Linked DNA regions of Mus musculus: all the other regions are linked to region 3. A link is a contact called in public Hi-C and promoter capture Hi-C data. All regions are on one chromosome and are shown on one strand. The core of a region is the stretch at or near the end of the contact, and the rest is flanking DNA. Distances in the headings are between cores, read along the strand shown. Region 1 holds the start of Bet1l (Bet1 golgi vesicular membrane trafficking protein like). Region 2 holds the start of Psmd13 (proteasome (prosome, macropain) 26S subunit, non-ATPase, 13). Region 3 holds the start of Nap1l4 (nucleosome assembly protein 1-like 4). Region 4 holds the start of Chid1 (chitinase domain containing 1).

Region 1 (6,130 bases), core at 3,109-5,608, 2.7 Mb before region 3:
GATCTGTGGCTGTCCTGCCCAAAGTCTGGGAGATAAGGCATCTCTGGAAGATGAGCCAAGGTAGACTTCAGTGCCCAAGGCCAGCCAGAGATTAGGGTTGGCTCAAAGTAACTCAAATTCCTGGGAAATGAGGGCAAGGACCGCACTGACTCCAAGTCTTTATTACCAAGGCCTTGAACTACAGGATGGACCTGGTTGCGTGCATTCACAGCCCCTCACACTGGGCACCCTCTCATCTTACAGCTTGCTGGTGTTCAGGACTCACCCAGGCATTAGAGGGAGTGCCAGGGATAAGGCCTGAGTTGGAGGGTAAGGTTATGTATGACCTTCAGGACGTTGGTCTGACCCAGTGGCTGAGGAGCTGGTATCCCCCTTCACATGACTCATGCGAGGAAGAGCTGAATGTAACGGGCTACATACCTGATCCTCAAAGTAGCTGAGGTGGGCCCAGGGTGGAGACCCAAGGGGAAAACTAGCCACATTTGGGGTTGCGGTGGGATGGGAAGAAGAGAGATGGCAAGGACCCTGCTCTAGAGGAAGTTACCCCCAAAAGCTGAAAGCTAGATCTGGTTTGCACCAGAAAGAAGAGAAGGCACTGGCTGTTGCAAGTGCCTGAGGAAGCCAGGTGTGGACGCATGTGTCTGTAATGTCATCAACATTCAGGAGCCTAAGGCCACAGGTCAAAGCAGCCAGGAATGCACAGCAAGCCATCATCTCCCAGAAACAAAATCAGCAAAGTGCCCTAGGGTCTAGCAACATTCCCACAAAGTAGAAGTCAGCAGCTCACAGTTCTGGGAGTCAAAGCTCAGGCATGCTTGCTGTTGCTCTAGATGGAAGAATGATGCCAGCAACTATTACCATGCCTGGTGACAAAGCAGAGGGCAAAGCCAAAGCCCTGGTCCACAGATGCTGAGACACAAGAATGAAGTGCCTACAAAGGGAGACCTCAGAATGAGGGTCAAGCTAGAAGAGCCCAGCAGGAAATGTGTAGGGCGAACAGCAAAACCACAGAGCAGCAGTGTGGAGTGAGCTGCACCTTGGGGGTGAGGGGTGGGCAAAACAAAGGATGGGCACTCCTCCTTCAGAGGGTTTGAGGCTCAGGCAGACACAATGCAATGGCTAAATACATCTAAGGTCAACGTGTTCTGAGAAAAGCTGCTTGCTAAAGGAAGAAGGGGATGGGTACCTAGTGCTACAGCAAGTCATGGCTACCGGCATTAAAAGGCCAGAGTATGGCAAGATCTGGCTTCACTTAGAACTCAGAGGGAGTGGTTATGGGCCAAAGAGCCTCATGGTATGGCCGGCCTCATAGGCACAGTGAGCCAGTGTAGGAAGAGGGAGAGACAAGAACACAGACATAGAGACGGGCACGGAACTTCATAGCTCGTCTTAAAGATATTTTATGTGAAGACACAAAGTGCTAGGTCCTCATAAGCTGCTGGCCCTGTCAGCCCCACAGGTCGATTTATGTGCAAATGGGGCTGGCCAAGGCAGCAGGGAGGGCCGGCAGAGCAGGCAAGTCTGTTGAGTTATGCAACGAGGAGGTGGCTCAATCTCCCTCACACCGAGGGAGACTGGCTGTACAGGGTAGGGCAAGGTTCAGTACAAGGTCAAAAGCTCCCACTACACAAATGCTTTCCTAGGTGGCCTCCGGCCCCATAAGGATCCCCAGCAGAGAGAGCACCCCAGCACGGCCTGGCTCTGAAAAGCCACCTGGTACAGCTCTCTGTCTGTCTGTCTGGGGATGGAGACATCTTTGACACTGATAAGATTCTCAATCCCAAGGACACACACATCTGTGCCTGTGCTCCTGGACACCTGGCCTTGTGGCCCAGAAGGATCTTAGTCCAGTGCCTCTGGACTGCAGTCCACTCCTCTATCCACGGCTTTGCCTCTTGCCAGTGACTGGTGGGTACAGCCTGCCCAGGTCCACTCCTCATCAGCAGCCTCAGCCAATGACCATCATCTGGAGAGGGCTCACGGCCATATTCCCTTCTGGTGTCAGTTTCAGACTCTTCAAGGACACAGACACGGGTTTAAACCAGGCATAAACAGGTTAGGGCAATCCAGAAGGCCCTTAAGATCCTGGCTTCTGAGGAGTGTGGCCGATGGCCACAGTGGGCCCATTTGGGACTCACAGATGCTTTGCATAGACCTGGCTTGATCTCACACAACATGGCTCTGGCTCTGCCAGTGTCTTTAGCACCAGGGAGTGGCATTGGCTTTTGCCTTTTTCTTCTTCCTTCATACACAGGACAAGCCAAGATGAGCTCATTATGACAGAGGCAGCTGCAGTCGTCCTGACTTAGGAAGATGAATGACCCATGATGATAATTTCAAAGGGATTTTTTTTTTTTTTTTTGTAGTCAGGTCCTTAGGAAACCAGGATGCCAGGTGTACAAGAGCCTGGCTGCCCTTGGCTCCCACTGGCTCACGTCCTTGTCCTCGACAAGAGGTAGGAGAGGATGAAGAAGGCCACGATTAAGACCACAGCCATACCACACAGAAGCTTCCGGTTGTCTCGCCCAGACCGTGCCATCGTGGAGAAGCGCTTCACACTCCCCGTGAGTAGGCCAGTCACACTTGTGAAATCTGAGTCCTGTGGGAGAGACCCAACAGGGTCACATAGAGTTGGGACCCTTGACTACCCAACCACACTAGCAGCGAAGACCCAGCAGAGCAGACGGCAGGTGGGCGGAGCTGACTATGATTTGTACGTACCCGTACCGCGGGCACTTACCATGCCGTCTAAGTAACGGTTCTGGTCCTCTGTGTCCCTGTCGATGTCCAAAGCCAGCTGGTTGGGATACAGAAGGCACCGTCAAGCAAAGCCACAGAGAGTAGTGCCCACCTTCCCTTCAGACCAGCTACATTTTACCCACGACTCTGAAAAGTACCTATTACCAGAGAAAGCTAAAAAAAAGGCCAAGTTATTACCTGAAGCACTTCTCCAGTCAGCAATGCCCACAGACAGCACACGGCCTCCTTCCTCCCCTCTCAGCCCCACCCACCAAAGTATCTCACGGAAGGGAAGAGGGCCACCACTGACCGATTTAAGCCTGGTCACCTTGGAGGCCAGGCTGTCAGCCATCCGCTTGTTCTCTCTGTCCAGAATGTCCTCCACAGCACCAGAGCTCTGAGCTGTGAGAGAAAGAGGCGGAAGGATAGCATTCCCTCAGACATGTGGTCCCTGATTCCTCACTCCAGTGGAGACATCTAAGCGCATTCCCCCATATACTTCTGCTAACTTAGCACGTCCCACCCTATGCTCCAACAGGCTGACCACCTACACATCAGACATGTAGCATGGGTCGTGTGAGAACCTGTGTGCATGCCCAGGCAAGGACGGGCTGGGGAGCCTGAAGATCCAATCAATCTACATACACGACCCTGCTGTATACTGTTCCTGAACCGAAGTGAATATTGCCTTAGCTGAAATTGTCATCTGAGGGTGTGGGGCCGGTCTCAAAGGGAAACAGTACTTTCTGATAGGGACCATAGGGAAAACAGAACAGCCGGTGGCACAGCAGGTGACAGGAAGGCTGTGTGGGGAGGACTTGGAAATCAGATCCAAGGTAAGTGTAAGAAAGTCCTTCTACTGTAGAAACTACCTCGCCCTATGTCTGCAACCCACACAGAATCTCTGGAATGCCCAGAGCACTGTGCTCGTGGAAACCTAACTCCGATGGACAGGGACAGGTAGTTGAGAATCACCCCCCTAAGTGTGACTAGCACCGATCTGAAGCATAAAAACCACCCACCCAGCCTCGATGTGACCCACCTAAGGGGAAGGCCAGCAGCACCAGCAAACAAGTGCGACCAGACTCTGAAAGACAGACGGCTGTGTCCTACCGACCACTGCATAGTCATCGTTGTGGGCGAAGCATCAGTATCACAACTGTCACACTGAACACAGGCACGGGGGCGGGGAATGTGTGTGAACCGAGGCACTCAGGCCCCTCATTAGTAAAACCCTGCTTGGACCCTCTGCTTCCAGCTCTTGGCATCAACCACACACAAAACTGATGGCATGCCGGCTTGGGTTCCAAGGCAGCGCCAGGCGAAATCCGGCCCTGTTTTTCCAGGGATACGTAAGCGCCACCCCACGCAGGTCCTTCCACCGAGAAACGAGCGATGTCTCCAGCTCCAGACTTAGACTTCCCCTCCTACCTCTACTGCCTTTCAAGTGCTCTCACCTCGAGTCCAATCTGCCATCGCGCCCTCCAGGGTCCCACTCAGGGAATTCGCAGCACAGCAACGGACGTGGCACCAGTACCCGGGTCTTCCGGTTCCGCCTCCGGGCTAATAACTTCCGGGAGAAGGTTCTGAAGCGGAAGAAACAGACCTGGAGTGCTTCTCGGGAATGTAAATAAGGGAAGGGCGGGCCACCAGCATTCGGACCCACGGATTGGTCAGCAATATTAGTCCTGCGCTGTGGGTGTTACTCGGAGCAGGTGTTCAGACCCAAATTTGGAGCAGAGGCTAGGAACCAGCTCAGTAAATCAGTCGGATGCCTCTGGCGCTGCTAAATCCAACTGGATGGGGAGGACAGGCAGACCCGAAAGAGACTGGTGAAGGAGACGGCCGGGGCCTGCCACTGAGTAGGGGCAGAGCCGGTTAGCACGGCGGGTGACATCATCCACTGGAGCACTGTTTGTATGTGTCACTGTGGGGCACCGACTCAGCTAAGTGGCGTGCGGACCTGGCTCCCCGCTACACAGCGCTCCTACGCTTCTAACCTCAGACACGCCTCGGCTGGCCGCCCCTCCGTTGCTCCTCTCGCGGGAGTGGCTTTTCCACGGGTGTTCTTCACTTCCTTCTCTGCAATTTTCTTGAGAATAACCGTATTACTTTGGTGGCTATTCTTTTTAGATAGGTCTGCTAGTTTCTGCCTCTCGAGTGCTGGGATTTAAGAAGGCGTGCGTCACTATGCCCGGCTAACCACGTGCATTATTTTGACCATCCAAGTCGTTGTACTTCTCTTTCCCTATTCCCTATGGAAGATGAGCTCCAAGGCCTGGATCGCGAGAATCGTCTTCCCCAACTGATTAAGCGGCCAGGAGCCGGCGCTCCCTTTTTTATCACAGTACGGGGACAAGAGCGTAAAGAGGACGGTCCACGCGCGGGCCAAGCCACACCCCACTCCCCACCCTCCCATCCCACCCCACCCCCCGCCTGCCAGGAACTCGGGCTAGAGAGGAGGGCTCAAAAGGAGGACACTGCCTGGCTGGTTAGCTAGCATCGCCGCTCCAAGACTAGCCGCTCAGCGACCACAGCCGGGTTGCTCCACCTTAAGTCGGAGGCGCCTGTACACACCCTTGGGTTCGGCTGCTCTCCCAGCATCCCTCACGCGTGGACGCCGGGCTTCCGGACCTGGGCGGAGCCCCGGGGTTTGGCCGATTGCGTCTTCCCAGCCCAAGCCTTCCAGCACCCGGTGCCAGGGGCCATGGAGCCCCGGGCAGTTGCGGATGCCTTGGAGACCGGAGAGGAAGATGCGGTGACAGAAGCTCTGCGGTCGTTCAACCGGGAGGTGAGAGGCATCCGGCTGCCGAGGAAATTTCAGGAAGAGAGGAAGCAGGGGTGTGCGCGCAACTCGGCTGGGGTGTGCGTGCGAGTGGTGGCAGGGAGCACGGCGGTGGGTGGTGGGCTGGTCCCTCGGGTGGCTCTGTGGTGGCGTGTGGTGGGGCAGGTGTATGGGAGGCTAGGGTGGGCCTTGCCTTAAGGTTCAGAGCGATGGATGCTGCTTCAGAGGTCTGCTCTGACTCGAGGAGCACGGGTCCTACCTGCATGTGGATCTGAGCCTCCTGGGTCTCCCTGCAGCATTCTCAGAGCTTCACCTTCGATGATGCCCAGCAGGAGGACAGGAAGGTAGGTGTCAGCCCCAAGGGCTCCTAGGGCAGGCACGGGCTGACCCCAAGAAGAGGGCCTAGTGGAACCACTTTTGTTCGACCCCACAGAGACTCGCAAAGCTACTGGTCTCCGTCCTGGAGCAGGGCTTGTCACCAAAGCACCGTGTCACCTGGCTGCAGACTATCCGAATCCTATCCCGAGACCGCAGCTGCCTGGACTCATTTGCCAGCCGCCAGAGCTTACATGCACTAGCCTGCTATGCTGACATTACCGTCTCAGA
Region 2 (6,000 bases), core at 2,292-4,791, 2.7 Mb before region 3:
GAGCTGTGCCTTGTGCCCATGGTCTAGGCACCCAGTGTGAGATGCCCATGGATGATCCTGTCCCATCCGAGGTGTCATCAGGAGCAGTGCCAAGGGCCAGAACAGGCCTTTGTGTCCAACTGTCTGTGTCACCTCCTTGGATAGAGTATGAGAGTGCTCCCTGGGACCCAGTCTGGACCTGCTTTCGTTTAGCTGATGGTCCACTGGCTTATCTGAGCACGTACTAGGTGGCCTCTTGCTGTTGCAGAGCAACTGTTAGAACATCTGTAGTAGAGCGTTCACCAGAATCTGTTTTCCAGCAGTCTCGATTTTCTCTCGGCACGCCTGCCTTTTTGTCTCTGTCTCTTCCTCATTGCAACCTGGCCCTTTTAGTTTAGAACTCCTGTGGGGGCCTAATCATAAAGATGGTGGAGATAAGAGGCACTTGCTCTCTCTAGTCCATCAGGACAGAGGAATCAAAGAGAACTCCCCCAAAAGCACAACAGCTTCACTGAGAAGCCTAAGACAAGAGATTTTGTTCCCTTGGAAGGAACCTTATTCCCAGCTGGGAAAACACACAAGAGACAAAATCACCCCGTTTTCTGGGTACCCTTACTTTCCTGCAAGCACACACCATAAACCCAAAGTACAGTAGGAGGAAATGCTCAGTGAGAAGCAAGGGGGCTACTTCCGGAAGTGGCACTTAGAACTTAGCCTGACCGCAAAGCCCATGCCGGGTCCTAGGGACCAACGCGCTAAGTCACTGCAACCCTCCTAGAGGTCTCCTGATAAAAACAAGAATGAGAAGCAGCAGCAAGCAAGCTCTGGCTCCAACACACCTCTCACTCATCAAATACCCTGGCGCACAGGGCACCCAGGGCAGTGCACTCAGAGGTTTTGCCCTAATATTTTCTGAACTCCTCTTAAACACAAACCATATGAGAATACAAAAGGGACAAAAGAAAAGTTGTGACCATTGCTGAGTGTCTGCCAACCGCTAGGCACCACTCAGGGAACATAAAAGACATTTTTAGTCACTTGTACCAAAACAAACAAACAAACAAACAGTTTGCAACTGACAGACATACATGTGGACAAAATTTTACCAAATATCTAACAACAAACTTAAGATATAACTTAAAGTACATCTACATGGTATGGAAAGCCCCTGAGATGAAGAAACTCAGAGGTTAGTATTCAGTTCTGCCCAAGACATTGTAAAGTTACAGAGGATGAAGTCACAAAAGAGTCCCAAATCTAAAATCAAGAGAAGAAGGAATGTTCTGTAAAGGCATCCTCCTCACAAACATCCCAGGGCTCCTGTGTTAGGGTTTATGACAGCCACACTGTCTTACAGATGATCTCATATTAGAAATGCTTCCACAAGTTAGAGTGTCTTTTCTGATCCCTGCTTTATCCTCAGCACTCACGAGTATGGTAGAGAAAATGCTCTGTAACCGTAGCCTAAATGAACAACTCTTTATTGAAAAGAATAAAATGTTGTCACCCACATCAAGTGACTATACCATTGTCTACCCAAATATTCTTCCATTACATTTCTTTGCTAACGACTGTGGGCCCTAAAACTGTAAGGACTCCAGGCTGGGTGTGTAGTTCAGTGGTGCCATGTTAGCCTATCAGACAATTGCAAAGCCTGAGTTTGTTACTCAGCACAGACAAAAAAAAAAAGTCCAAATTTGTACATTATATTGATAAATTGTCTTGCGTCATTTGAGCTCACTGAGAAGATGGCTTTGGAAACAAGGCCGACAACCCCTTCCCTCATGCCAGACCCATGTTTGTCTCAAAGTCCAAAGTCTGGAGGGCTGGCTCCCCTAACTATGTAAAAGGACAGAGAGAGAACAGCAAAACAGCCCAAGAGTGAAAACACTTGTGCCCTTGAGAACAGAAGGGAAACGGTTTCCAGTGGAAGTCACTATAGTTTATCCCAGTATAGGAAAGTATCTGCAAGAAAAAGAATGTGCCCTCCAGTAGGAAGGAAATCCCGCAGCTCAGACAGAGGGACAGCCCACCTGGGAGCTCCAAATGACTATCTCAACTTTCTCTGCCAGTTTCTGTTAGATGTAGCAAGTGTCCAATTTGATATTACTTCCATCTGTTGCTTTACTAAAAACCTCACTGAAAGGGTCACTCTGTTCTGGCAAGGACTCTTTACTGGGAGTTCCACCGAGCTACCTTAAAGATAGCCAATAGACGTCTGCTGACTTTTTTTTTTTTTTTTGAATATGCAGTGTGATGATTTCTCTCTAACTTAATATACTCACTTATTTCAAACTGAAAATATCCCTATTATTGATCACTCTCAGGACTCTATGAGACATGTTACTATTTTGCAGACAGTATGACTGTTGGTAAAAATTTTTAGTTTCACAACCTTTATGGGGGACAATTAAAACACAAGTAACAGCTGGATGTGGTGGCATGTGACTGTAGTCTCCGACGCTTGGAGGGAGGTGGAAGCAAGGTGGATCCGGAGTTCAAGGTCATCCTCCTTCACACAGCCAGCTGAAGGCCAGTTTGAACAAGAGACCAGTCTCAAAATAATACAAACCACGTAACCTTACCCAAGGCTGTCTACTGAGAATTTGTGGTCCAAATGGGGTGCAAACACGTTTATTTATCACGTTATTTGTAATAATTCAAGATTAGAAAGTATTCAATAAGGAAATGGTGATATAAATTATAAGACATCCATACAACGAACTTCTATAAAATATTTCAAAGACTGTGCTGCAATAGTTACATAGAAAAACACCTTTAAGGAGAAGGTAGTGATGGCCGGTCAGCAAAACCTTGTAGAAGGGCGCGCCTGCCGGGTCCTTACTCCCACAATTGCTTCCAGCTACCCGCCCCTAAAACGCCGCTGATAGCCTATCTGCGAGATCCCGTGTCTCCCCTGCCGTGGCTCACCTCCCGGACCCCACAGTCTGAGCGCGGCCAATGCCAGTCGACCGCTTAGCGCCATGATGCTCTGCAGGACGACGGCGCCTAGAGGGTCAAGCGCCATCCGAATCCCCGCCCCCGTGAGCCAAGCCCCGCCCTCTCGGCACTCTTACTCCCGCCCCCCCTCTGGCCAAGTGCCGCCCTCCGGCGCCTTCCCTCGGCCGAGCCCAGCCCAGCCCCCGCACGATAACCCGAAGTGTGGAAGGCTGTGTTTATGCCTGGTGCTGGCAGCTTCTCCCTCTGTGGGACTCTGACTTATTGGTTGGGAAGCCAAACCGGGAGATTTCATCGTTTTACGCCGCTCTCGACCTCCTTGAGTAGGCGGGTGATAACTAATGCTCTCTGAGCGATTTGCATCACACCTAGTCCTCGCCAAACGCCATCCGGTTTCAGAGGACCCAAGTCTGCAGGCTTGAGGCTACGTGACCAGTCAGTGGCTAGCTGTCCCCAGGCACCTCTACTCTTTAATGCCTCAAGGGCAGGGCCAGAAACCCGGGAGAAGTTTAGCGGAAGTCAAGAACGCGGTTACCTTGACGACCGCAACCCGTGAGGCTAGTGGGACGCTCCCAGCATGCCCCGCGCGCCCGCGGTGCCGGAAGTGAGCGAGCACTTCCGTGCGCCATCCCTGCCGGTTCTGACTGCTTAGTGCTTGTGTTGTTCCCAGCTCTCTGCAATCATGAAGGATGTGCCGGCCTTCTTACAGCAGAGTCAGAGCTCCGGGCCGGGCCAGGCTGCCGTTTGGCACCGTTTGGAAGAGCTGTACACGAAGAAGTGAGCTCCGAGGCTGGGGCGGGAGGGAGAGGACTGTGGGAGGGCCAGGGGCTCTGATCAGTCCGGAGGGTCAGGGATGTGGAGGAAAGGGGTCGAGATAGCCTTAGGAGCAGAGCTGTTAACAGGGTTCTGTATCTAGACTCCCTGCGTTCCAGCCTTACCAGCTTTGATAAGAACAATTACGAATTGCTGACTTTGATATAAGAATTTGCCTATGAAAAAACACCTCTTCCTCAGAACCTTTCCACATGACAATGTCCAGCAGTTAAAACTCTTAGTGATTTCAAGAGAAATTTTTCAGTGTTTAGTATGTACCTGCCTATATATGGTGTAACATTTTGTGTTTTTCAAAACACTTTTATCTCTATTATTAAATATTATCCTTTAGTCTTGGTATGAAGTATGCTATTTCGGTGTCCTAAAGGTTCATATATTGGCTTTTTTAAAGTATTGGCTTATTTCATCCTTCCTATTGACAGATAAGATTGAATATCAGTTTTCTATTCTGTGAGGTATTCAGCTAATAAGTAAGAGAGAATGGAGTTCAAAATATAGCTGTAGAATTCTAAAGTCACAACCAATGCCTTCAAGGCTGAAGGCATCCGTTTCTTCACATTAGGATGTGGGGCTGAGGGCTTTTTGTTTTGTAGGTTGTGGCATTGGAATTCCAGTTGACACTCAGAGTGGGAGTTGACGCTGTCTCAAAAAGTGTTCTCCAGTGTTACCTAAGAAAACTGAGTCTTGAAAGGATAAGTGACTAGGGGGTGCAAGCAAAGTCAGTCCAGAAATAGGCTTGAATTGGCTGGCGCTTGCTTTAACTCCTGGCTGTGCAGTGGGACCTGGGAAATACTTGGTGTTTGATGGGACCGTCAAGGCTGAAGGCATCCTTTTCTTCACATTAGGATGTGGGACTGAGGGCTTTTTGTTTTGTAGGTTGTGGCATCAGCTGACACTTGAGGTGCTTGATTTTGTGCAGGACCCATGCTTTGCCCAAGGAGATGGTCTCATTAAGGTAATGACTTACCAGACAGCTCAGACGATGTTGAATATAATTACAAACTATTATTATTCATTTTTATTTACTTTTAACGTGTGTGCGCCCAAGGATGCCAGAAGAGATCTCCTGGAACTGGAGTTGCAGGCAGTTGTAAGCCAACTGGTGTAGGTGCTAGGAACCCAGTTTGAGTCTTCAAAATGCTCTTAAACTATCACTGAGCCACGTCTCCAGACAATTTTTGCTTGCTTGGTTGGTTGGTTGGTTGGTTTGTTTGAGATTAGCTGTGGCTGTATAGCTCTGACTGGCCTGGAACTTGCTCTGTAGACCAGACCGGGATTGGATTCACAGTCCACCAGTGGTTAGCCTCCTCCAAGTGCTGTCATTAAATATATGCAGTGTCAGGCCCAACTCTGCTCATGGACATTTAAAGACAAGAGTGGGGGGAAGGGGCGGCATTATGGTGGTCACACTAAGCTGCATCTTTTAGCAATCACTTTGTGCCACGGACTGCTGTAAGCACTGGGCCCTCATGACAGCACTGAGAAAGTCTCTCTCTTTCTCATATGTAATAGCAGACGTAGATAAGTCACCATAGCTTACAGCTAATAAATCCCAACACTGAAACAGACTTTCTGGTTTTTACAAGTTTAGACTAGAGCTGGGAAAATGGCTCACTGGAAGTATGTGCTTCCATCCACAGGCCCTATGCATGCACCTCACGAGACAGCACCAAAAGGGGCCAATGGCACACCTGCAATCCCAGCACTTAGAAACTTGAATCTGGAAGATGGTTAGTTAAAGACTAACCTGGGTTACACAGCAAGACTGCTAGGGAGAGGGACGGTTTAAAGGGCTCTCCTCACTTCCCAGCTCTCCCAGCCCATCCACGCACAAGGGTTCCACTTGCCCAGAGATTTCTGGCCAGAGTAGTGTAGAAAAGAGAAGTCCTCTTCATTTGAAGGTGAGAGGGTTGAGGGGACGTGGTACTATGCTATCTCTCTAATGGAGCATTTTTTAAATTTTGTCAGCAGAAAAAAAATAAAAACACACTCTTTCCCATGCTTTGTCAGAGTCCTTAAGGAATACCCAGGAATTTTCTCACCAGAAGCCTTCTTTCTGGAACTTTCTTGTCATCATCTGAATTTGTAAAGAATAATTAGTTTATAATTGTAGCTTTAGTTATTTCTCCTGAATACATTGTGAAGCTTAAATGTTTTTTACTTATCAGTTTGACATTTTACTACTCTTAAGAATTTGCAGTTGTAAGCGGGCAGTGGTGGTACACGCAT
Region 3 (6,689 bases), core at 1,004-3,503:
ATGCAAGCAGCAAAGAACTCACTGATGTGCCTATTTCACACTGAGAGTTGCCCTTAGACCTTCAGATTTAAACTACCCTTTCTTAAATTTCTAACTTATTTATGTGTATGGGTGGTTTCCCTGCTTGTCTGTGCACTACTTGCAGAGGCCAGAAGAGGCTGTTGGAACCCTGGGACTTAAGTTATAGACTATTAGAAGCCACCTTATGAGTATGGGACTCAAACCTAGGTCCTCTGCAAAAGCACACAATGATCTTAACCACCCCTAAATTAACTCTCTTGTCTAGGATTTTTTTTCTTCCAAAAACCAAAATTTTAGGTACTGGCAGTTAAATTTTTATACAAATACAACATAAACTTTTATACACAACATAAAGACAGCTAGCAGGGACAGTATACTTTCACTAACAAGAGGCAAACAGGAAAAAAAAAGTGAGATAGGATCTTGCTGTTTTTCCAAGACAGATTTTAAACAGTTCCAGAGCAGTTGGGAATCTAGGTGTATACTGCCATATCTATCTTAGCTGGGGCATTTTAAGACTCAAGTACAAAGTCAGACCAAAGTGGTGAACTACCTCATTTCTAAGAATACCACCCCTGCAGGAGATTTATTGCCCACTGGTATATTCTATATACTCAACTACACAAAGCCAAATGGCCAGCTCACAAGCCATGATTTCTGAGAAGATCCCAAAATACATACATTTTCCCCCAGAACTTTGGTAATACAATTCCAGAATTTTCAAAAAACGATAAAATCACTATTATTTTCACCAGCTATTCTATATTAACTGTGAAAAACAGTTCGGGATTTAAAGCTAAAACATCAAAATGTGTTTAAATGTTATGACACTGTGAACCAATATTGGTCAACTAAGGGGGGGGGTTGAGACCGACAACTGAGTTTTACAGCATCTACTTTAGTTAAAATGATACAGCTGTAGACTACCCGACAGGTGAACTATACTCTAGTCCTATCAAAGCCCTGCTTTCTCTGAATCTTACTGTTCATCTGAATATTTGTTTCAATACGTTATTTATTTAATAATAAACATTTATTATTAAAACTGAGCCAGATTAAATCTATTTGAATTTAGATGCAAGGTACCATCACACTTAACCTATCAGGGACTTAATTTGCAATACAGGTCGAATACTCCTATACCAAAAAAAAAAAAAAAAAAAGAAGAAGAAGAAAAGAAATCAGAACGTCCCAAAACCCACTTCTTTTCGAGCACATTTTGGATTTCCAGATTAGGTACGCTCATCTGTCAGACCTACAAATATTCCACAAACCGAACCACTTCAAAACCCAGGCGTTTCTTGCTAATGCACAGTCAGCCTGTTGCACCTACATCACGTACTATTGTGAATGAGTTAAGACACGTCAGGAGCTTAAAGGAGCCCCTGGTGTGTAGTAAGCGGAGATTAGTCACCGAGAGGAAGCAACTACTATGACAGGAAGGCGGCAGTAACTTAAAAGCATTTAACTTTTGGACCAAAAACTTAAACTTGAGTCTTTTTGCTGTGGAATATGCATATGCTCGTTACCGCAGCGCACGCGCCGGAAGCTACCGCGGAAATTCCTCCAAGAGGCAGCGAAGCAGAGTTGGAGGAAGTGCGGGCCAACTTGCCCCAAGGATACCCTCGGAAGAAGGGGTACTGCTGACGACCCTGAACCCGTTAGGGGCGCCCGGGTCTGAAGGCTCAGTGTGTGTCACTAGGCTGGCTCCGCCTCCACCGCAGGCTCAGAGAGTGAGGTCTGGCTCAGAGACCGGGGCACTGTGCGGAGAGCATGCAAAGCCCGGAAGGGCGAGGCGGCGGCCCAGTAGACCCCTTCCTTCCCAGGCGCGGTCTGAGACGAGGCGTACCCAGGCCCACCTCGCTGGGGAGGCCTTGTCCTCTCAAGGAACCGCCTGCGCCGCTTCGCGTGGGTTCTCGGGCGGCGGGAACAAAGCGCGCTGACCTTCAGCCGGGGGCGGGGCTGCACGGAGGAGGGACCGGCCCGCCATCCGCCGCCACCCGCCACCCGGACCTCTGACCCGGTCGCCGCCCGCCTCTGCTCGCCGCCATGGCGCGTCGGCCTGCCCGCGCCGCCCACTCCTCCCCGTCTCCGCCTCCTCCGCCCCAGTCCCTCGCCAGCCGCCCGCCGCGCCGTTACCCGCCAGCACCGCACCTCGCGCCTCCTGCGGCAGTGGCGCCTGTCCTAAGCTCGCTCCGGGGCTGCACCGCCGTGGTCGCCAACAAAACCACCTGCCATTGGCCGTATCGCCGGGCTCCACCCTCTGCGAGCAAAACGGGCGACGAATGGACAATAGAGCTGTTTATCAACTGCACCAGGCACTAGGAAAGGCGGTATCCAATCAAAATCTGTTGAGGGAGCACGGCGTCCAGCCTAAGCCCGCGAGCTATATGTAGTTAGAGTAGTGACGTGTGTTCCGGCGCACGCGCAGTTCGTGCTTCTTTAAAGGGGCTGCTGGGCGCGCGTGTAGGACTTTGGGCTTGTTACAACCTCTAGGGTTTGAGCTTCCTGGACCACATCGGCAACGCTCTTTCCAGATTACTTACAACTCCCTGCCTTCCCCCGGCCTGGGAAAAGCACCGCCTACTTCTCAAGGCCTTCTGACCCTCTGTCTACAGTGCCTGCCTGGCATGGGACTACCCTTCTGATAGAAAAGTTCAGCACATCTGTACTGGCTGGTTTTGTGTGTCAATTTGATACAAACTAGAGTTATCTGAAAGGAGGGAGCTTTGAGAAAATGCCTCCATAGGATCCAACTGTAAGGCATTTTCTCAATGATTGGTGGGAGAGGACCCAGCCCATTGTGGGTAGTACCACCCCTGGGCTTATTGGTGGTGTCTGTAAGAAAGCAAGCTGCACAAGCCAGTAAGCAGCACCCCTCCATGGCCTGTGCATCAGCTTCTGCCTCCAGGTTCCAGCCCTGCTTGAGTTCCTATCCTGACTTCCTTCAGTAATGAACAGCAATATAGACGTGTAAGCCAAATAAACCCTTTCCTCCCTAACTTGCTTTTTGGTCATGGTGTTTTCATTGAAGCAATAGACAACATCTGATAAGAATAAATAACTTGCTTGCAGATAATGTGTGTTTTCCTAACAAATTCTACGAACAGGGCAGTTGGAAACAAAGCTGGGTATGGTGCAACATGCATGCCTTCAATCCCAGTACTTCTGAGATAAGAGATACAGGTGACAGAATGAGCAGTTTGTCACTTCCAACTATGTAGCCAGTGTGGGGCCAGTCTGAGCAACATGCAACCCTGTCTGAAAAACAAAAACTTAAAATGAAGTGTGGTTACTGAAGGCCAGAAGGTCTACAGCATTGTTTTTCTGTATTACTTCTCTTTCATTCTTAAATTGGAACTATGTATAAACAGTTTCGCTTACAAAATTAAGGAAAGTAAATAAGCTCGTATGTTTTTACTTACATTTTTTTCTGACATACATTTTTTTTTCCTGACATTTTGATTGGTTAGTGGCTGGTTTTGCTTTTCCACGACAGGGTTTCTCTGTGTAGCCCTAGCTGTTCTGGAACTCGATCTGTAGACCAGGATGCCCTCAAACTCACAGAAATCCACCTGCCTCTGCCTCTCCGGTGCTGAGATTAAAGCCGTGCAGCAGCACCACCAGGTTTTTACTTCATTTTTATTTGGGGAGTGGATGTGGTTAAATCAGACAAGTATAGAAAATAGTTTGGTAGCCAGGGACTTATTTGGTTTGGACTACACATAATGCTTTTCTAATAATGCTCTGGGCAGTGTAAAAGTCCCCCCAACATATTTTTAAAAAAGATTTATTTATTGTATATAAGTACACTGCAGCTGTCTTCAGACACACTAGAAGAGAGCATCAGATCCCATTACAGATGGTTGTGAGCCACTATGCGGTTGCTGGAATTGAACTCAGGACCTCTGGAAGAGCAGTCAGTGCTCTTAACCGCTGAGCCATCTCTCCAGCCCAAACCCCCCTTTTTAATATTAAGTAAGACACCAGGCAGTAGTGGCACACACCTTTAATCCCAGCACTCAGGAAGAAGAGGCAGACAGATCTCTAGAAATTCAAGGCCAGCCTCGTGGGCCTGTCACAGAGTATTTCTGATCTGTACTATTCACTTTTGGATACTATTTCCTTGCTACCTTACAATCTGTGTGTATCTTTATTTCAATTCCTTGAATAAAACACTCAGACCCCAATAACTGGTAATAAGTTTAATAATGGTATTTCATTATTTATTATCTCTAAGACAGGGTCTATGTAGCCCTAGCCTGTTAACTCATAGAGATCTATCTGACTGCTTCTGCCTCCTAGGATTAAAGTTATTCACTACCATGCCTGGGTTAATAAAGCTATTTGAATACAGGCTGAAGCATAGGGATTAAGAGAGGTGCTCAGAAGGTGTGGGGGGGGAGGTCTACAGCATGACACTACTTAATTTTTTTTTAAAGATTTATTTATTATATGTAAGTATACTGTAGCTGTCTTCAGACACCCCAGAAGAGGGCATCAGATCTCATTACAGATGGTTGTGAGCCACCGTGTGGTTGCTGGGATTTGAACTCAGGACCTTTGGAAGAGCAGTCAGTGCTCTTAACCGCTGAGCCATTCTCCAGCCCGACACTACTTAATTTTTAACATTAATAAAATGTTTAGTCATTTTTTTTTGTTTTTTATCTACAGATTTCTTGGTATAGTTCTGGTTGTCCTGGAACTTGCTCTGTAGGCCAGGCTGGCCTCAAACTCAGAGGCTTCTGCCTCCCAAGAACTGGGATTAAAAGCATGTACCACCATCACCCAGTTTAAACTTAATCTTTAACTATCACTGTAAATTACATTCTTTGAGCACTCTGACTTAGCCACAAGTTCACATCAACAGCTGATCTTAAGGTAGGCAGGTTAGCCTGGCTTTCTCTCAGCAGCATGCACTCATGTCTTAAATATGAACTATCTTTCATCTAAGACTGTCTCTTACTCTATGCCTATACTTAAATCCAAAGCATGCACCATTTCTTATCTCTGCTTAATAAGCTTGCTAACTTTGCTTCACTATGACTTGTCCTGAAATTCTTTACTGTGGTACAATCAAGGTTCCAATTTTACCTGACTGGAGGTCTCTGTGGAGGGAGGAAATGTACTAGGCTGGGCTATGTGCCTTCACTGCTGCTGACAAGGGTAGCAGGGAGGTATTTCCTCAATGTAGCCTGGGGCTGGAGCAGGGAGTGCAGTACCAGCCCAGCCTCCCCATGTCAATTTATAAAAAGCATTTAGTTTGGCTAGCAAATAAGGTTACCAAGCAGGAATGAACAAATTGTCTTCGTTTCTTAGAAATGAGTCTTTTGGGGGGCTGGCGAGATAGTTCAGTGGTTAAGAGCACTGCCACCTGTCCAGAAGACCCAAGTTCAATTGTCAACACCCACATGGCAACTCACAACTGTCTATAACCCCAGTTCCAGAGGATCTGGCACCCTGACACAGACATTCATGTAGGCAAAACACCAATGCACATGAAATTTAAAAAAAAAAAAAAAAAAGGAAAGTAAAGAAATTAGTCCTTTTGCCTGGTAAAGGTTGCTTTGGCCAGCATTTTCAAATTCAAGTCCCATCTATTTATTTAACAGTCTCAAACCAACTCTTTCCTTTTTCTTTCTCCTTTTTTTTTTTTTTTGAGACAGGGTTTCTCTGTGTAATCCTGTAATCCTGGCTGTCCTGGAACTCACTCTGTTGACCCAGGCTGGCCTCAAACTCAGAAATCTGCCTGCCTCTGCCCCCCAAGTACTGGGATTAAAGGCGTGTGCCACCACTGCCCCGCTCAAGCCTACTTTTTGTCATGGCATCTATCCCTCCTGGGGGTTACTGTGGGTAACAAGAAGGTGGGAGGCACCGTGGTAAGTGGTCCTGGCTCCTGAATCTGATGAAGGTGTGTTAAGTCTTTCCCTGCAGTGACTTAACTGGCAGGTAGGCAACATTCTCCCCAAACCTCCTGTTTGCAAAGACTTAAGAGAAGGCTGTACTGCTTTTCTGAGTTGCTGCGACCAAGCAGCCCAAATTGGTGGCTTACTAACCAGAAATGCCCGTTGGAAATTAGCAGACTGAAGTGCACACATGGAAACTGTACTCCATTGAAGTTTCAGATGGGGCCTCCCTCCTTGCACTCTCCTCTGCACGGTGCTCCAGGCTGTCCTTGGCTGGTGACTGCAATACTGTAATCTTAACTACTGTCTGCACATGGCTTTCCCTTAGGCCCAAATCCTAGGCCTACTCTCATGATTTCATCCTGATGAGATTACACATCTAGGGTCATCTCCAGATGTCCGGCGCACAGGCACCAGGAAGTGGTTCTTCTACGAGGGCAGCTCACCTGATGTTAAAGCAGGGTGTTAGTAGTTGTCCTAGTTGTCTGGCTGTGCGGATGCTATCATCAGAGGTTAAAGGTTAGGGACTCCTGGGTGAGACCCCCTAACTAGCTGGTGACCCTGGGATAAGTGCCTGTTTCCCCATGTGCCTACTTCAAGAGGCTTGGGGATGGGTTTAGAGCAGCACCAGGTGAGTTGTCAGCTTGAGGCCAGTGTTAGCAGTTCTCATTGACTCCTGTCCACTTATGTAGTAATAACAAGAGAAAGAATCCAACCATCCAATGTCCCAGTAGTCAGAAACTGCAGCCTAGCAGATCCCTT
Region 4 (6,505 bases), core at 1,362-3,861, 2.0 Mb before region 3:
TGGCCCATGCCTTTAATCCTAGCACTTGGGAGGCAGAGACAGGCGGATTTCTGAGTTCGAGGCCAGCCTGGTCTACAAAGTGAGTTCCAGGACAGCCAGGGCTATACAGAGAAACTCTGCCTCGAAGAAAACAAAAAACAAAAAACAAAAAACAAAAACAACAACAACAACAAAAAAAAAAAAACAAGAATTAACTGTGGGGGCCAAAGGGATGGTCATCGGTTAAGAGCACTGGCTACTTTTCCAGAGGATCTGGGTTTAACTCCTAGCACTTACATGGCAGCTCACCACCCTCTTCTGGCTTCTGTGAGCACATAAATACATTCAGGCAAAAACCACATACATATAAAAATAAGTTGGTGAAAACATTAAATGGGGACGAGGGACTCTGGAGAGATCGCTCAGTGATTAAGAGTGATTATTCTTCCAGAGGACTGGAGTTCAAGGTCATTTATGTGTGTAACATACTGTCTACAACTCCAGTTCCAGGAGATGACACCTTCACATAGACATACTTTTGAGCAAAACACCAGTGAACATAAAATAAAAAACAATTTTTTAAAAATTAAAAGAACAAGTTTTAAATGGGGCATAGTGGATCACATTTGTGATCCCAGCACTTGGAAGGTAGAAGTAGGTAAATTAAGAGTTCAAGGTCATTTCTCAGTTATGTAGTTGTACATTTCTAGCGATGTAGTTGAGTTCAAGGCCATGCTGGGCTACAGGAGACCCTATCTCAAAACAACAATAACAACAGAGATGGTCTTTGGCTCTCACACTAAGCTCCTGCTTTGGTATTGCAGGATTTGTGGGATGCCGATTGATGTATCCTGAGCACCTTTTACTATTGCTGCCTAATATCGGTTTTGTAGGAGCAGGGAATTAGAACTCATGGCTTTCCATATACTAAGAAAATACTGGGCCATACTTTCAGCCTTCAGTTCTAATAGATTCACTGCTCTTACAGCAAGTATGATGGTCAGCCTACATTTTCATTTTTGAGAACACATTTTGGAGTGAACTGTTCATATGAGGAGGTGGGTGAGTGTATGGTTGGAAATGAAGGTGACGTAAGAAGCAGGATGATCACAACCCCAGGTGACATTTATTGACCATATGTTGCATGCCAAACCTGGTGAATTATCCACAAGTTCTCTCCACAGACCAGGACTCAGGCAGGCATAAATGTTATTCCCATTTACAGATAAGGAAACCAACACAGGGGGCAGCCCACCAAGCCATGGGGCACGTGGCTACCATCCCATCCCAACTATACAATGCAATGCAAACAGGACTGTGATAAGATGGCTCAAGTTATAGTTCTGTCACCAGCACACTGTCTCTGGGCCTCCCTGGGCTCCAGTCTAGAGATCTGTGGAAAGTTCTTTGGAAATTTTCCATCACAGAGTGTTCAAGATTTGAGGCTGCGCTGAGGGTAAGGCCTCATGTACCTAGCAAACTTGAAGGAACCCATACAACTTGCTGTATACCCTCCTACCTGAGGCTGGGCCCTCCACATAGAGCTCATTCTCTATGCCCGACAGCCACTCTGGCCTTGCTAACTCGTTTGCACACTCATGTCATCGTTCGTTCATTTGTGGCTCCACAAGCTATGCACACTAACTCACATATCTGAAATCTCTGACTTCGTTATCTTACATCCTGGTTCATGTTTATACTCCTTTATACACCACTCACCCATGTTTCTTCATATCCAGCTACACTGGCACATACATAAACTTAACACATTCACTACTGTGCTGTTCACACGTGCTTCCTGCGGCTTCTTTTGCCCCACCCCCAAACTCTTTTTTGGAGACAGGGTCTTGCTATGTGGCCCTGGCTGACCTGAAACTCACTCTATAGACCAGGGTGGCCTCGGACTCACAGAGATCCATCTGCCAGCCTTTGCCTCCCGGGTGCTAGGATTAAAGCCATCGCTACGGGCTCTCTTGATTTTATGCAACGGCCTGTGCTCGCTCATATTCTCAGATTACTGTTGGCTCGAAAGCTTCCTCACAGTCACACACTTGGCGCTCACACTTCTACTAAAGAACAATGTCACACTCTCTCCCATACCTGCTCTCACCCTAACACTCTCTCACCCTTGCTCATACTCATCCCCACTCGCTTTCTCACCCCTAATAAAGTCCATGTTCTCACATCTCCCCTCACCCATTCGGGCCCTCACACCCGCTCGCTCTCTCACATACGCCCTTACTCTCAGGCTGACACACCTGCTTTCTGACACCTACTCACCCTCACATCTGTTTCTTCCACCAGCTCACCCTCACATCTGCTTATTCCGCACGAGCTCCCACTCACCCTCACATCTGTTTCTTCTCACACTGACACGATCGCTCTCCCCCTCAAACCCTCTCATCCTCACTCACTTCCTCGCCCTCACATTCATAGCTCCCATATTGCTCTCATCCGTGCCCTCTCCTTCCCGCTCACACTCTGCCCGTTCTGTCCGGGGAGAGCCTCGCTGCCCGACGTTCCCGCATTGTGACGCGGAAGATGAAGCAGTCCCATTGCCGCCACAGCCGGGCTCACCTTCATGTCAGGAGACCGGCCAGACCCATCAAGCACGGCCGGAAGACGATTTAATCAACCGGAAGTCCCGCCCACTGGCCTCCACAAGCTCCCGCTGCGCCACGCCAGCTTCCTAGATGCCTTGCGCACGGCACGCTGGGATGGGGCGGGACCGAGATGGCTGGAGGGCGGAGTTAGAGGTGGAGCCTCGTAGCGACCGGCGAGCTGGAGAAGGGCTGAGAGTGGATCGGGACCGTCAGTTGGATGAAGACAGAGCTGAGTGTGCGGAACGTGTACTTCGTAGCCGTAGGTGCTGTTTCCGCTCCTGCAGCCAGTCCCTCTATTGATCAAGGGCCTGTCGTACAGCAGAATAGTGGGGTCAGATCCCGAAATCCTCCCAGAGAAGTTGGTGGTGATGTTGAACATCCCCTCTCCGGGATTGATGGCTGGCTGCCTCAGCACTGTGCTGAAGTCTACATTACGTCCACTTATGTGACCACCAAGGCCTTTAGGGTCTTGGGAACCCATCCCTGTCAAGTATGGGGGACGTGGGTCACTATGCGCATAGTCAGTTCCGTAGTCTCCCAGATGTGTCAGGACAGACTGTGCGCCAAGTCTTTGAACCTCCACATTATCCCAGTTGCCACATTTCTGTCACTATCTATAGGTTTGCAGTGCCCACTACACTGTCTCCAGTAGAGACACTGCTCCAGGCAATATAACATCCTTCTCCAGATGGCCTAGCACAGCGAACATTCTATCTGCCTAAATCCCAGAGCTGTCTTGGTCCTCGTTTTTGGTCTTGCAAATTGTAGGAGCTAGAACCCACAGAGGCAGACACCACGCTCCCCACCCCCATCTCAGCTTTAGCAAGAGGAGCCCAGACACTTCTTCGAGTGGGTTGAAAGCACACGTGACCAGCATTTTTATTTTTCATCAAGCTGACTAGTCCCCACCCCCATCCCTTGCTGTTCCCAGCAGTTTCCTGCAGAAACCACATTTGGCCTGTCCACACCCAGTTAAACCCTCTGGCCCACTCCACTATGGTCTGTTCCAGGATTTGCAGTGCGGCTGTTTCCCCATTCCTGCTGCTGCAGAGGTTTCTCACTGAGCTGAGCTTCGTGTTCTTCCTTCCGAATCACGTTTCCTCCTTTCTCTTCCCCATATTTTCTGCCAGCTGTCCCCCAAGCCTTTCTACAGGGGCGGGGCTGGGTGTGTATGCTAAGGCATGCTGTGCATCACCATCTGCTTTCCTGGCATCCAGCTCAGCACCCTACTAGGAACAAATGCCCAGAACAGTGATTCCAAGTGGGCAGAACTCTGGAGAGGTGGATGTCCTGAGAATTGTTCAGTCCAAGCAATACTAAAGAGACCATCATTCTTTTAAACCAGCGAAGGCATTTGGATCTGACTGATGTAAGAGGTCTTTGAGCTAAAGACTTGGCAAAGTCCACTAAGGATTCCACTCCCAGTCTGTGTTGCAGACTCTTAAGAACAGAAAGGAGAGAAAAACAGAACTCAAGACCAGCCCCTTTCAGGGTTCCATTAGACAGATGCTCAGGAGCCTGTTGAGCTGTACCCACAAAGTCTGCCCTGCCCTCACCTGCACAGCCTGACAAAGGGTGCCCCAGATCTCTGGTATGTGTGTGTAGGTGAACACTGGCTTCTCTCCCCTCCACGGTATTAGGAGTGAACTCAGGACTAAACACCTACTTGGCCAACACTCTACCAATGAACTATGTTTCCAGCCCCAAACTGATTTCAAGTGTTTAGCCACCTTTTAGTCACACAGAAAATACAGAAAGATGGATAGAAAAGACCAAGAGAATCAGAACTAAAGCATTAACACTCCGTATTAGTGAATCCATTCCAATTTTAATGTTTCTGCAGTATTTGAGGTAACTTTAGATTTTCTGCATTTATTTATTTTTGTTTGAAAAAGATGTTTTAAATTTTTATTTATTTACTTATCTATTATATGGTGTGCGTGTGTGTGTGTGTGTGTGTGTGTGTGTGTGTGTAGCAAGCAGCAGTAGGAGGCATGTGGAGGTCAAAGGACCACTTCTGGGAATTGGCGCTCCTTTCTCCATGTGGTTTCTGGGGATCCAGCTCAGACTGTCAGGTTTCTAATCAAGTGCCTTTACCCAGTGAGTCAGCCCCTTGGCCCAAGGAATTAATGTTTTTAAAAATTCAAATTCTTGGGATTCCTGAGATATTGTTGCTCATTTAAACAAAGTACTAAAATGCGGGGCATTTTAGAAATTGAAGCCAGATGTGATGATGCATGGCGCTATAATATCAGCACTTAAAAGGAAGATGGCCATAAGTGCAAGGCAAGCCTGGGTTATATAGCAACATACACACTCTATCTATCTATCTATCTATCTATCTACATATATATGTATATGTATATATTTAGAGAAAGAGAGAGAGAAAGAGTTTGAAAATGCTTATTTAATTGTGTTTGAAGTGGAGTAAAATATTATACAAAGGCATCTAAAAGTGACTGTAAAAATGTCACTGTAAAAATGTGGGCATGGTGGCTCATAACTGAAATCTGATAGTCAATAAATTCAAAGCCAGCCTGGGCTAACTGAGACCCTGCCTATAAATAAACAAGCAAACTGAATCTTAGTTCCTAGTTCTTTTTTTTTTAATTTTTAAAAAAGATTTATTTGTTGTTATATGTAAATACATTGTAGCTGTCTTCAGACATGCCAGAAAAGGGTGTCAGATCTTGTTATGGATGGTTGTGAGCCACCATGTGGTTGCTGGGATTTGAACTCAGGACCTTCGGAAGAGCAGTCAGTGCTCTTAACCGTTGAGCCATCTCTCCAGCCCCTGTTCCTAGTTCTTTTAACTTTAGTGTAAATCTGAGTATAACTCCCCTGGCCAGAGCACTAAACCAGACCTTAGTCAGTTTCTCAGTCTTTGTTACCACAGCAATGTGGGATGTCCTGACCAAGGTCCAAGCTCTGACCCTGAGCCGTGGGTCCCAGGCTGGTATTATGACGCTGTTTGTCTTGAGCCACCATCTGTCTGCAGTTGGCACTGGAAAGTGGGCAAGAGCAGGGCAGTTGCTGTCCACCCAGTGGGCTTTCTGTTACCAATGGGATCTCTGGTCTTGTTCTGGGAACATACCACCCTCATGCACATGGGCAGCTAAGGATCTTCAGCCTAAGCCTGCTTCCTGGGGACAACCTAAGAGGTGTCCTCAACAGCATCCCAGTGGGGTGAAGGTACAGTCCTAGTCTTGAAAATGGCTCTGTGGGCTGGTGAGGTGGCTCAGCGGGTAAAAGCACTGAATGCTCTTCCAAAGGTCCTGAGTTCAAATCCCAGCAACCACATGGTGGTTCACAACCATCTGTAATGAGATCTGAAGCCCTCTTCTGGAGTGTCTGAAGACAGCTACAATGTACTTACATATAATAAATTTTTTTTAAAAGTGGCTCTGTGCCACTCATTTGCCAAATCAGCACCAACAAGCCCCTGCCTGACAGTGAGACCCACGTCTCTGCTATGTTCTAACCAAAGTCCTTGGCCTGGGTCATCTAGAAGGTATGTGTTTCATACCATGCCTGGATCTAGAGACATCCCTGTGCAAAGGGTAGAAGTTCAGAAGGATGGATGCATCCCAGCACTCTGTGTTGCAGATCCCTCTCCCACTGTGGACAGAGACATCCTCTCTCAGTGCTGGAATAAGCAATTCCAGGAAAGAAGGAAGGAGGAAGCTTCTGGAAAGAGCTCCAGGGCCAGCACAGCAAATTGTTTGTGTCCCACACGGCTGGCCTGGCTGACCTTGGCCATGATGGTTGCTGTGTATAGGTGTCAGCAGCTGGGCAGCCATCTGGGATCCATGTAGCTCTATACCTACAGCATTTGGGCTTTGCAAAGAGCTGCTGCCTCAACATGCTTGCAGGGGACTTTCTATGCTTCTTAGTATTCTAAAACTAGCTTAAAACCCCAAACT

What was found. Promoter capture Hi-C pulls out the DNA fragments that hold promoters and counts their contacts. A called contact is a pair of places that touch in the nucleus more often than the background predicts. Capture Hi-C pulls out chosen DNA fragments and counts their contacts.
Region 1: a contact with region 3 is called in a promoter capture Hi-C map of liver, with 2.1 times the contacts expected there. The contact joins the promoter of Bet1l here to the promoter of Nap1l4 in region 3. A contact is called at or near these places in 1 of 39 promoter capture datasets (erythroid cells), 1 of 115 datasets of contacts at active chromatin or transcription factors (astrocytes) and 1 of 9 other capture datasets (liver).
Region 2: a contact with region 3 is called in a Hi-C map of B cells, with 5 read pairs. The contact joins the promoter of Psmd13 here to the promoter of Nap1l4 in region 3. A contact is called at or near these places in 2 of 39 promoter capture datasets (the C10 cell line and pre-B cells), 1 of 484 Hi-C or Micro-C datasets (B cells) and 1 of 115 datasets of contacts at active chromatin or transcription factors (large pre-B cells).
Region 4: a promoter capture Hi-C map of pre-B cells shows a contact between it and region 3, with 3 times the contacts expected there. The contact joins the promoter of Chid1 here to the promoter of Nap1l4 in region 3. A contact is called at or near these places in 2 of 39 promoter capture datasets (liver and pre-B cells).

The regions. Positions count from the first base shown.
Region 1 is chr7:140,852,025-140,858,154 of GRCm38.p6, forward strand. Bet1l (Bet1 golgi vesicular membrane trafficking protein like) reads right to left here and starts at 4,359. Exons shown (of 4, transcript NM_018742.5): 1 at 4,197-4,359; 2 at 3,050-3,141; 3 at 2,741-2,797; 4 at 1,360-2,599. The coding sequence starts at 4,215. The coding sequence ends at 2,432. It overlaps Ric8a (RIC8 guanine nucleotide exchange factor A), which reads left to right and starts at 5,373. Exons shown (of 10, transcript NM_053194.4): 1 at 5,373-5,530; 2 at 5,821-5,868; 3 at 5,958-6,130. The coding sequence starts at 5,447.
Region 2 is chr7:140,878,853-140,884,852 of GRCm38.p6, forward strand. It overlaps Psmd13 (proteasome (prosome, macropain) 26S subunit, non-ATPase, 13), which reads left to right and starts at 3,542. Exons shown (of 13, transcript NM_011875.4): 1 at 3,542-3,714; 2 at 4,648-4,726. The coding sequence starts at 3,620. It overlaps Sirt3 (sirtuin 3), which reads right to left and starts at 3,017. Exons shown (of 7, transcript NM_001127351.1): 1 at 2,911-3,017.
Region 3 is chr7:143,546,867-143,553,555 of GRCm38.p6, forward strand. Nap1l4 (nucleosome assembly protein 1-like 4) reads right to left here and starts at 2,254. Exons shown (of 16, transcript NM_008672.3): 1 at 2,176-2,254.
Region 4 is chr7:141,537,217-141,543,721 of GRCm38.p6, forward strand. It overlaps Chid1 (chitinase domain containing 1), which reads right to left and starts at 2,612. Exons shown (of 13, transcript NM_001142681.2): 1 at 2,557-2,612.